Linked DNA regions of Mus musculus: all the other regions are linked to region 3. Evidence: chromatin contacts called from public promoter capture Hi-C data. All regions are on one chromosome and are shown on one strand. The core of a region is the stretch at or near the end of the contact, and the rest is flanking DNA. Distances in the headings are between cores, read along the strand shown. Region 1 overlaps Gm39431 (a long non-coding RNA gene). Region 2 overlaps Arpp21 (cyclic AMP-regulated phosphoprotein, 21). Region 3 holds the start of Arpp21 (cyclic AMP-regulated phosphoprotein, 21).

Region 1 (2,921 bases), core at 336-2,835, 130 kb before region 3:
AGCACTGAAGTTGCAGACGTATGGGGCCATGCCTGACTTTGTATGAGCTGGGAATCTAAACACAGGCTCTCAGTTTTGTACACCAAGCTCTTTCCTTGACCAAGTCAACTCCCTAGACCCAAATCTCTGATATTTTTAAGATTTTAGTGTTTCATATTTAAATCAGTTTTGACATTCTTTGTTTAATCCTCAAACTTAAAAACTTAAATAGTGTAATAACCAATAGGATTATATATATATATATATATATATATATATATATATATTCTAATAATCAGTAAGCATGGTGTATATACTTACATATATACATATATATGCACTTATAGCATATATGGAAGTGATATAATGTTTCATAAACTTATCTCTATGACCACAGTTTGCTGGTCTAGTTAGATAAATTAGCACACCCAGCATCTCTTTCTTCCCCTCACCCTCCTGGTAAGAAGACCTACAATCTTTTTATTGGTAAATTACTCATATTCAACTCATTATTATTCATTACACCCCCTTTCCCCTTAATTATGTTATACACTCCATTTTACATAATTATAACTTTATACATTCTGTCCTCCATCTTTTCATATCCCACCCCCACCTCCCTTATATTTATTTTGCCAACCCTGGTAACAACTTTATCAACCTCTGCTACTTTGTGTTCAGGTTCTTTAGACAGGTGTGTTGGTTTGGATGGAAAAGACCCCCTAGGTTCATGTTTCTGAACACTTGGTCTCTAGCTAGTGGCACTGTTTGGGAAGGTTATGGAGGCTTTAAAAGATTGAGCCTTGCTGGAGGAGGGCTTATAGCCATAGCCAAACTCTTCTCCCTTCCTCTCTCCTCTCCTCTCCTCTCCTCCTTGCCCTTCCCCCCCACTCACTCCTCCCTCCCCCTCCCCCTCCCAGCCAGCTTCCTTCCCCTACCCACGTGCCATGCCTTCCCTGCTAGGATATACCCTATCCATTTGGAACCATTAGCCTTTTTCCTGTAAATTGCATTTGGTCAGAGCATTTTATCAAAACAACAGAAAGGTAACTAATACGATGTGTGAAGTCATGCATAATTTTATTTCTGTGTCTGACTTATTTCACTAACACAATACCCTCTGCATTTGTCCAGAATGTTTTAGATAACCGGAGCTTCTTTTTGTAAGGTTAAATATTTCAGTGTGCCTCTGTTTAGCTATCAAGTCCTTTGTTGTTTTTTGATGGACAACTTGGTCGATTCTGTTTGAACTGTTGTGAAGGAACACGGTAATGGTGGGACTGTGGTGAGCTCCCGATGGCATTTCGTCTCCCTGTATTCCTGGGAGACTTCATGTCTAATCATATTGGCTCCGTCGTCAGCTTAAGAGCCCCCACACATTTTTCACAGTTGTTATACAATTTTTTCTTCTACCAAATAGTAAAGCAATCACTATCTTTCTCCTCGTTTTGCCTGAGACCATCTTACCAGGTGTGGTAGTTTGAATGAGAATGGGGATCACAGGCTCTTAGGTTTAAATACTTGGTCCCGAGTTGGGCTCCTCAGAAGAGACATGTCACTGGTAGCAGATTTTGAGGTTTCAAAAGATGGGCACAATTCCCAGTGTGCTCTCTGCCTCCAGCTTGCAGTTTTAAAATGTCAGCTCTTAGCTGCTGCTCCAGCACCATGCCTGCTTACCACGATCATCAAGGCTTCTTTCTCTCTGAAACTGTAAAACCCTAATAAACAATTCTGTATGTTACCTTGGTCATGGTTTTACCACAGCTATAGAAAAGTTACTGAATAACAGGTATTGATATTATGATTTATACTTCTCCAATAATCAGTGATATTGATCACCACTTCATGTATCTGTTAAGTTTCTGTTAGTTTTGTTGTTATTTATTTTTGATTGAGCTGGACATTGAACAAAAGTGCTTGAGCATGGTAGGCAAGTGTTCTATGACTGAGCTACTGATCCAGGCATTATCAGGTCTTCTTTGGGGATGTCTATTCAAAAATTTTGCCGCTTTAAAACTGATTTATTTGGTCCTTTTTTCTTTACATTTTTCCTTTTTATTTCGTTACTCCTTTATGCTTTTAATATGCTATTATGTTGCATGAGGTCTTTATGTAATTTGAATATTAATATTTTATTAGCATTTTGGTTGGAAAACTTTTATCTTTTCTAAAGATAGGCATAGACTATCTTTACATTGCCTTTCTTTGTTTGTTTGTATTTAATTCATTTCCTTTGCTGGGTAGAGGCCTTTTACTTTAAGGTAGCTCCATGTGCTTCACTTCAGCTTTGGGATTTTGCATCCACCGTGCCTCTTTACTTTGAAATTTTCAGCATTTCCTCTATTGCTTATTACTCTTTGTCTCCATTGGCTATTAAATTATTAATTCTATTTTTATTTTAATATTGGTTGCCTCAATAAAAAAGAAAATAACGCTGCATGTGTCTATACATTTCTTGAGGTACACAGAGTAAGAGATGGTGGAATATTAATTTCCACATTAGATGGCCTTATGCTAATTTCTGTTTCCTGGAGAGGATGCAGGGCTCACTGATGGCACTCTGCTTCACTCATACACCCACCTTCTTCTTTGGAGATGACTTCTGGTAGGTATTTTGTCTCAAGCATAAGCAACAAGGAATAAAACACAAGTGTAAGCTTATAGGGCTCCTGTTTCCTCATGTGGTCCTTCCTCCCTGTATGGTACCTTCTTCAGCTGTGACACCTTTGTCTGTGTTGAAGTCTGTGGATAGCTGTAGCCTTCTTCAGGTAACACCTCCATGAAAGAACTGCGGGGAAACATTAGCTGGGTTTTGGATAAAAATGACTGATCATCTCCTCCTCTGTGTCACAGATCAAGAATCTACTGAACACACATTCTCTTCTCTCAGAATCTTTCCTTTATGCTAGTAATTAGCACTGCCTAAAATTCTGCTCACAGTC
Region 2 (2,849 bases), core at 28-2,527, 130 kb after region 3:
ATAAATAATAATGATATAAAATGTAGCAAGACAAACATAGAAACTGAACATTCTAAGAAGGTGAGCCGACTGAGTTCTAATTCTGGAAATATTACACAGCAAGTTCGTAGATGACCTGAGCGACCTGGAGCATTCGGCTTCCTGGAAGCACCGGGAAATCAATAACCCCACACCACTTGAGATCTAAAGTTCAACTTCTTTGCAGCATATCGATCCTTCGGTCTCTGATTGCTGCCTTCCTCAGAGCAATGATGAATATGCACACACAGTGGCTGGCTTCTCTCGTACCCCACTGCTGAGCCTGTCAGTCACAGAAGGGAGAGCCACAAGCCCACTCCTTCTCCTCCCTTCTGCGGAGTTGCTACCTGCTCAGCTGACACCACAGGAATCCAAGCAGGCTGAGGCCAATGCCCCCTCTGCAGGATTAGCTCCCCAGTACAAATAGAGATGAAAAAACATGTTAATGTCATTTATTTTCTAATATTTTTCTCTCACCATGCCCACCTTTCTTCTCATGTGGATTAATCCAGTGAAACTTATTTTCCTACCTTCAGATGCTCAGTCTGTGATGGCTCTGATGCGGTATCTTCCAAAGTATCTTAACTTGCTGGTGTGGGTCTCATTCACTGTAAACTGAAGAAAGATAGTTGGGGCAGAAAAATCAATGTTGTTTTGGCCACGTGTCCCTTCCAGTATAGCCAACAGACACTTGTACTTTGAATTAAAATGTCAATAATTTAAATTACCCAAATAGGAAGAGTGAGCCTGTGTCCCCATCCTGTTCAGTAACACTGCAGCGCTGTAGGAATCTCCTTCCATCTCAGTAATGAGATGGAATAGAGCAAGAAATCCTGTGCATGATTGTGTGTACTTACAGATTTCAGAAGCCTATGAAAAGATACTAAGCCAGGGTTTGTTAAGGGGATGGCGAGAATCAGACTAACAAGAGTCCAAGCCCCCTTCCTTTGCTCATTATTATTGGCTTGTGTGACAGTAACTGGGTATAAATTATGTAGTTCAGTAATACCAGCTCCCAGCATCAACATGAGCTATCCTCCTGCCTCAACTCCCAGCCCCGAGGGTTTGTGGCATTGTTCTAAAGACTGTCAACTTGAATTCTTTCCATTTGCTTCTCGGTTGACAGGCAGCATTCGTAAAGGGACAGCTGCCATGTGGCTGTTTCTGTTATATTTGTAGCAGGAGCCTGGCTTGGGTTTGGAGAGCCTCTGGGGAGGCTGAGCCTCTGAGGAATCACAACAGATGGCTTTATTGAGGAGCTAACAGGCGTGGGAGTAGATGCAGGAAGTGGAAAGACACACCAGCTGGGAGTTGTATGTCTGCTAGTCCTAAAGGAACTTGATGGGGACTTCATGATTGCCTGAGCTATATTATGTACATAGAAAAAAATGGAGATGAAGATGTTGTGAAATCAAATTATAATTGTGAAGACTTTAAAATGAAGGAGCCTGTCACTGCCCTGTGAATGGGAGACTCATCCTCTGGCAGCGCCTGTGAATGGGATACCAATTAGCCAAGGCATAGTTGGGCATGAAACCTGGTAGTAGGATGTTTATCTAGAAGGTGCAGTGCTCTGGGTTCAATCCACAGTGCCAGCAAATGAACAAATAAATTGGAGATCTGGGTGGATAGCTCTGTGGGTAAAGCGCATGCCATACAACTGTGCTGACCAGAGTTCAGATCCCCAGGAGCCACATTAAAAAGCTAGCTGTGGTAGAGCACATGTTCAATCCCAGATCTCCTCCACTGAGATGGGAGGTGAAGAAAAGAGAACAGCCAGAAGCCTGAGGGTCAGGGAGCCTGCGTCATACAAAAAAAAAAAAAAAAAAAAAAAAAAAACGAGGTGAAGATGAGCCTCAGAGGTTTTCCTCTAACTTTCACACCAAAGAAAACGTGAGATTATTGCTGGAATATACATGGCCCCACTGCTGGCTTACACACAGCCCCACTCCTTACCGCACCTCCTATCCCCAACAACGATTTAAAAGAAAAAATCTAGCTAAGAGAAAAACATTCTTTCATGATTCCTAAATAACTGATTTTTTTTAAAGTTAGGTATTTTCTTCATTTACATTTCCAATGCTATCCTAAAAGTCCCTCATGCCCCCCCCCCACTCCCCTACCCACTCACTCCCACTTCTTGGCCCTGGCGTTCCCCTGTACTGGAACACCAGGGCCAAATAACTGCTTTTGAAATCATATTGTGCCTGCTTTTAGACTGGTGTGTGGAAGGGTCATGCAGAGCACTAATAAATGGGGACTTGGGGAGTCACAAATTCCTCTAATTGCCAATGTCTAGCCAAAAATGATTCTGTTTGGGTGGGGCAGATGCATTCCTTCAATCTTAACAAAAGCTTCCTTTCTCTTTAAACACAATGGATTCTAAAACTCAACGTAGGTCAGTTCAGTTCCTATGATATGCATTCTTCAGCAATTAATATGGCATTAATATTTAAGAACCACTGGCCTGAAGCAAATCTTACTTTGAAAAGTATTCTGAGTTTTGTTTCCTTCCCAGTGTTCAAAGGGAACTCCCATCGGTGAGAATGCCATGGGAACTGGGCTGAGCATGAATATCCATCTATACTTTCAAAAGCATCTCTAGGTCACCAGAAATAGCATCTGATGCAGCCAGCAAAGGTTTGCTTCCCTGCTTGGTCTTTAAGAGTGTGTTCAGAGGTGTTTACGGGTAGGAACATAGGCAATCAAATGGAGGGAAGGTACTAAAATGTGAGATCTGTTAGCAGGCTTGGGTACTTATGATGCAAAGACACTCACAAGATATTAATGGATGCTTCCTTATACAGTATCACCACAACAGGAAGTCAGAG
Region 3 (2,700 bases), core at 41-2,540:
ACTCTCTAGCAGCGAAGACCTCCAAGCGTCCGGAGCGGTGACAGTCCAACAGCCGCAGCCACGCGTTCCCCACCAGCGCTGTGCCTGGGCAGCGCGAGGACCCCTGCCTCCAAGCCAAGGGCTCCTTTTGCTAGCAGTTAAAATAAATCGACCAAACAACAAAGGCAAGCCACAAACCAAACTGACCCAACCAAAGCATTCACTGAGAAACAATAATTACTCACAAAAGCCCCAAACGAAATCCAGTCAGTCAAGGCACCCGGGACGCTGGGTCACTCCACTGTTCCTTCAGGTAAAGAGCCAAGTCTTCCGACATGAGCATCACAAGCCCTTTGTGTCTGGCTGTTGGGGCTTTCTGCTTCTGCTGCCCCCTCCCCCTTTTTTTTTCTTTCTACCATCTATCTGTGCTTTCCCTTTGACCTGTTTGTCGTTTCTGTGTTGTTTATCTTGTTTCTATGTCTCGGCGGAAGGCATGGGTGGACTCTCTTTCCCTCAAAGCAGGCAGAAATTGAAATCTGGGAAGGGAATTGAAAGGGACGATGCTTTCTGTAACAGAAGTTTCCAGTAATTTTATATGGGTTTTATGGTGCCAAGTTTGGACATTCTCTTGTTTCAGTTGAAAACTTGTCACTTTCCTCAGTTACCACAGAGGTCCTGGGTCCCAAGAGGTCGGAGAAGGGAGGGAGAGGAGGATAATTTTTTGCTTTATTTTTTTTAAATCTTGAAGTCATTTCCATGACAGCCTCTGGTGTAACGTTATCTGTCTCGGGTGATAAATGTGATAGTAGGATTGGATCTGTATCAGGCAAGTGTTTTAAAAAGTTTCTTCGGAAGAGAAATTACATGGCTTAGCATGGATGTCACGGATGTATTAAATTCAAAGCTTGATCACCTTTTACAGACACAGACTAAGACTGGAGCCTAAGTCTTAAGAAAAAAAAAAAGCAATGAGGAAGGTAATGTCATGGCGGGATGGGAGGTGTACGGTGAGGTTGCTAGAAATGGTCCCCCTAAGAACGTGTTGCAGATGGAGACCATCATTTCGCTCTCTGCCTTCTCAAAGGATGCAGCTTCTGCAAGCTAGAATGACAGTCTCTAGAATGGAAATGAATCTGTATTTTTTTTTCAAATTTTGCTCCAATGCAGAATAAATCTAAACTGTGCCCACCCTTTCCTCATCTGCCTTGGAACCCAACTCTGCAGTTTACTGCTTTAAGTAAGCAGCAAAGTAGACAGGGCAGGCAGGGAGGCACTTCTTGTTTCCTTTTTTTTTTTTTTTTTGTAATTCTGTGAAAATCAGAGAGCCTTTGATATGCTCTTCAGCCTAAGTAGACCCTCTCTTTCAGGATTATGTTACTATAGGGCTTGATGTCTGAGTGGCATTTTAGCTAATGTCATTTTCATGAAAGACAGTCATTTGGAAGGCACTAGGGCTAGTTATGCTTCCTTCAAATAGCAGAGTGATCTTAACATGAGAGACCCTGTCTTCGGGGTTATGTAGCCCTTCAAGGTATGTACCTGCTTATGTCTGATTCTCAGTGTCCTTTGTCCTCATCTTCCTTTGCTTTCTAATCGCTTTGACTGGCAGGCTATTTTTATATTTCTAGAGAATACATTTAGATGTCTTTTTAAAGTGATACATGTTTCCATTCTCAAAGATTGGGAAAAGATCATCTCTTGCTATGCTCGTCTGTGCTAATATGATTTGGTTTCTGTGTAAATTTAAAGGCATTGCTTTAGACCATTGTATTATACATGTCTTAGTTTCTCCTTTCCGGGTATGATTTATGTCGTCCGAATGACAAAGTAACTATTCCTCTCGGTGAGTGCTTATTTAACAGTACTTTGGATGAGGCATATTTAAAGAAACTTAAACAGCTCCTCCGGGGAATACCATTAGGTTTCTTGGTGACTTAATTTCATTCACTATATGGTGATTTCTTTTTGCTGGTAATTCAGTTCAGACCCAGACAAGTGTGTGTGTGTGTGTGTGTGTGTGTGTGTGTGTGTGTGTGTGTGTGTTTTATTAGATTTGCACATTGCCAATCTCTCAGTGACTGCTTGTCATAGATCTCAGTTGAGTGTGGTTACTTGAGAACTGTAGCAATCACCCTGTTAGAGCGTGCTGCACTGAGGAGTTCCTTGCAGTCTGTTTTTTAACGCTGTTTAATGAAGGAGTGGGCATCTCACTCTGCAATGAAAGGAGCCCGAGAACAGACAGAGCCCTGTGCTGCTGTGGAGACTGCAGAGCAGAAGGGAGTGGGAAGGTAAAGCGGGCTGCAGAGGTGGTCTTTTGAATCGGGTCCTTATAGCTTATCGATGGAAATCAATCGGTTTGGATGAGAGAATTCTCTCTGAATAGCTGGTTAGATGCTCCTTCAGCGTCTTTGCTGGTTCTTAGAAAGAAGACTCAATAATTTGAGTTTCTGAAAACTTAGAGGAGATGCTAACTGGGGACTTCCTGTGTGTCTACTATTTTTAATATAGGCTGTGAGAATGTTGGGTAATGAATGCAGATTTAATTTCAAATTCCTGAATCATTGTTCTGCTGTGGCAGATGGGTTGGACCTTATGAAACATTCTGAGATTCAAAAAAACTACCACCAGCTTCAGATATGGTGATAATCTGAATTTCTGCTGTGGGAATTTTGGGTTGATTTTTCTGTCATAAACTTGAAACTTTGCACCAGAGCTGTGACA

The links. Promoter capture Hi-C pulls out the DNA fragments that hold promoters and counts their contacts.
Region 1: a contact with region 3 is called in a promoter capture Hi-C map of hippocampal neurons, with 4 times the contacts expected there. The contact joins the enhancer-like site here to the promoter of Arpp21 in region 3. A contact is called at or near these places in 1 of 39 promoter capture datasets (hippocampal neurons), 2 of 484 Hi-C or Micro-C datasets (cortical neurons and olfactory sensory neurons), 1 of 115 datasets of contacts at active chromatin or transcription factors (the SCID.adh cell line) and 3 of 9 other capture datasets (adipose tissue, liver and pancreatic islet).
Region 2: a promoter capture Hi-C map of pre-B cells shows a contact between it and region 3, with 2.7 times the contacts expected there. The contact joins the enhancer-like site here to the promoter of Arpp21 in region 3. A contact is called at or near these places in 9 of 39 promoter capture datasets (HPC-7-derived erythroid cells, cranial neural crest, embryonic stem cells and 5 more), 1 of 15 datasets of contacts at CTCF or cohesin (large pre-B cells), 10 of 484 Hi-C or Micro-C datasets (the AML12 cell line, LSK cells, cerebellar granule neurons and 2 more), 5 of 115 datasets of contacts at active chromatin or transcription factors (the SCID.adh cell line, embryonic stem cells and large pre-B cells) and 5 of 9 other capture datasets (adipose tissue, embryonic stem cells, liver and 2 more).

What each region holds. Positions count from the first base shown.
Region 1 is chr9:112,360,200-112,363,120 of GRCm38.p6, reverse strand. All of the region lies in intron 1 of Gm39431 (a long non-coding RNA gene), which reads right to left. Among named protein-coding and RNA genes, the nearest start is that of Gm39431, 53 kb to the right of the region's middle. Within about 2 kb of position 1,585, at least 4 of the 459 cell types and tissues checked have an H3K27ac peak or open chromatin away from gene starts, as enhancers often do. A contact at or near this core is called in hippocampal neurons, where this site is marked.
Region 2 is chr9:112,101,034-112,103,882 of GRCm38.p6, reverse strand. All of the region lies in intron 19 of Arpp21 (cyclic AMP-regulated phosphoprotein, 21), which reads left to right. It overlaps Gm51694 (a long non-coding RNA gene), which reads right to left. Exons shown (of 3, transcript XR_003948255.1): 1 at 1-2,849. Among named protein-coding and RNA genes, the nearest start is that of Gm51694, 15 kb to the right of the region's middle. Within about 2 kb of position 1,277, at least 59 of the 459 cell types and tissues checked have an H3K27ac peak or open chromatin away from gene starts, as enhancers often do. A contact at or near this core is called in cerebellar granule neurons, pre-B cells and pro-B cells, where this site is marked.
Region 3 is chr9:112,231,902-112,234,601 of GRCm38.p6, reverse strand. Arpp21 (cyclic AMP-regulated phosphoprotein, 21) reads left to right here and starts at 1,290. Exons shown (of 21, transcript NM_001362020.1): 1 at 1,290-1,510. It also overlaps a transcript of 2900079G21Rik not described here.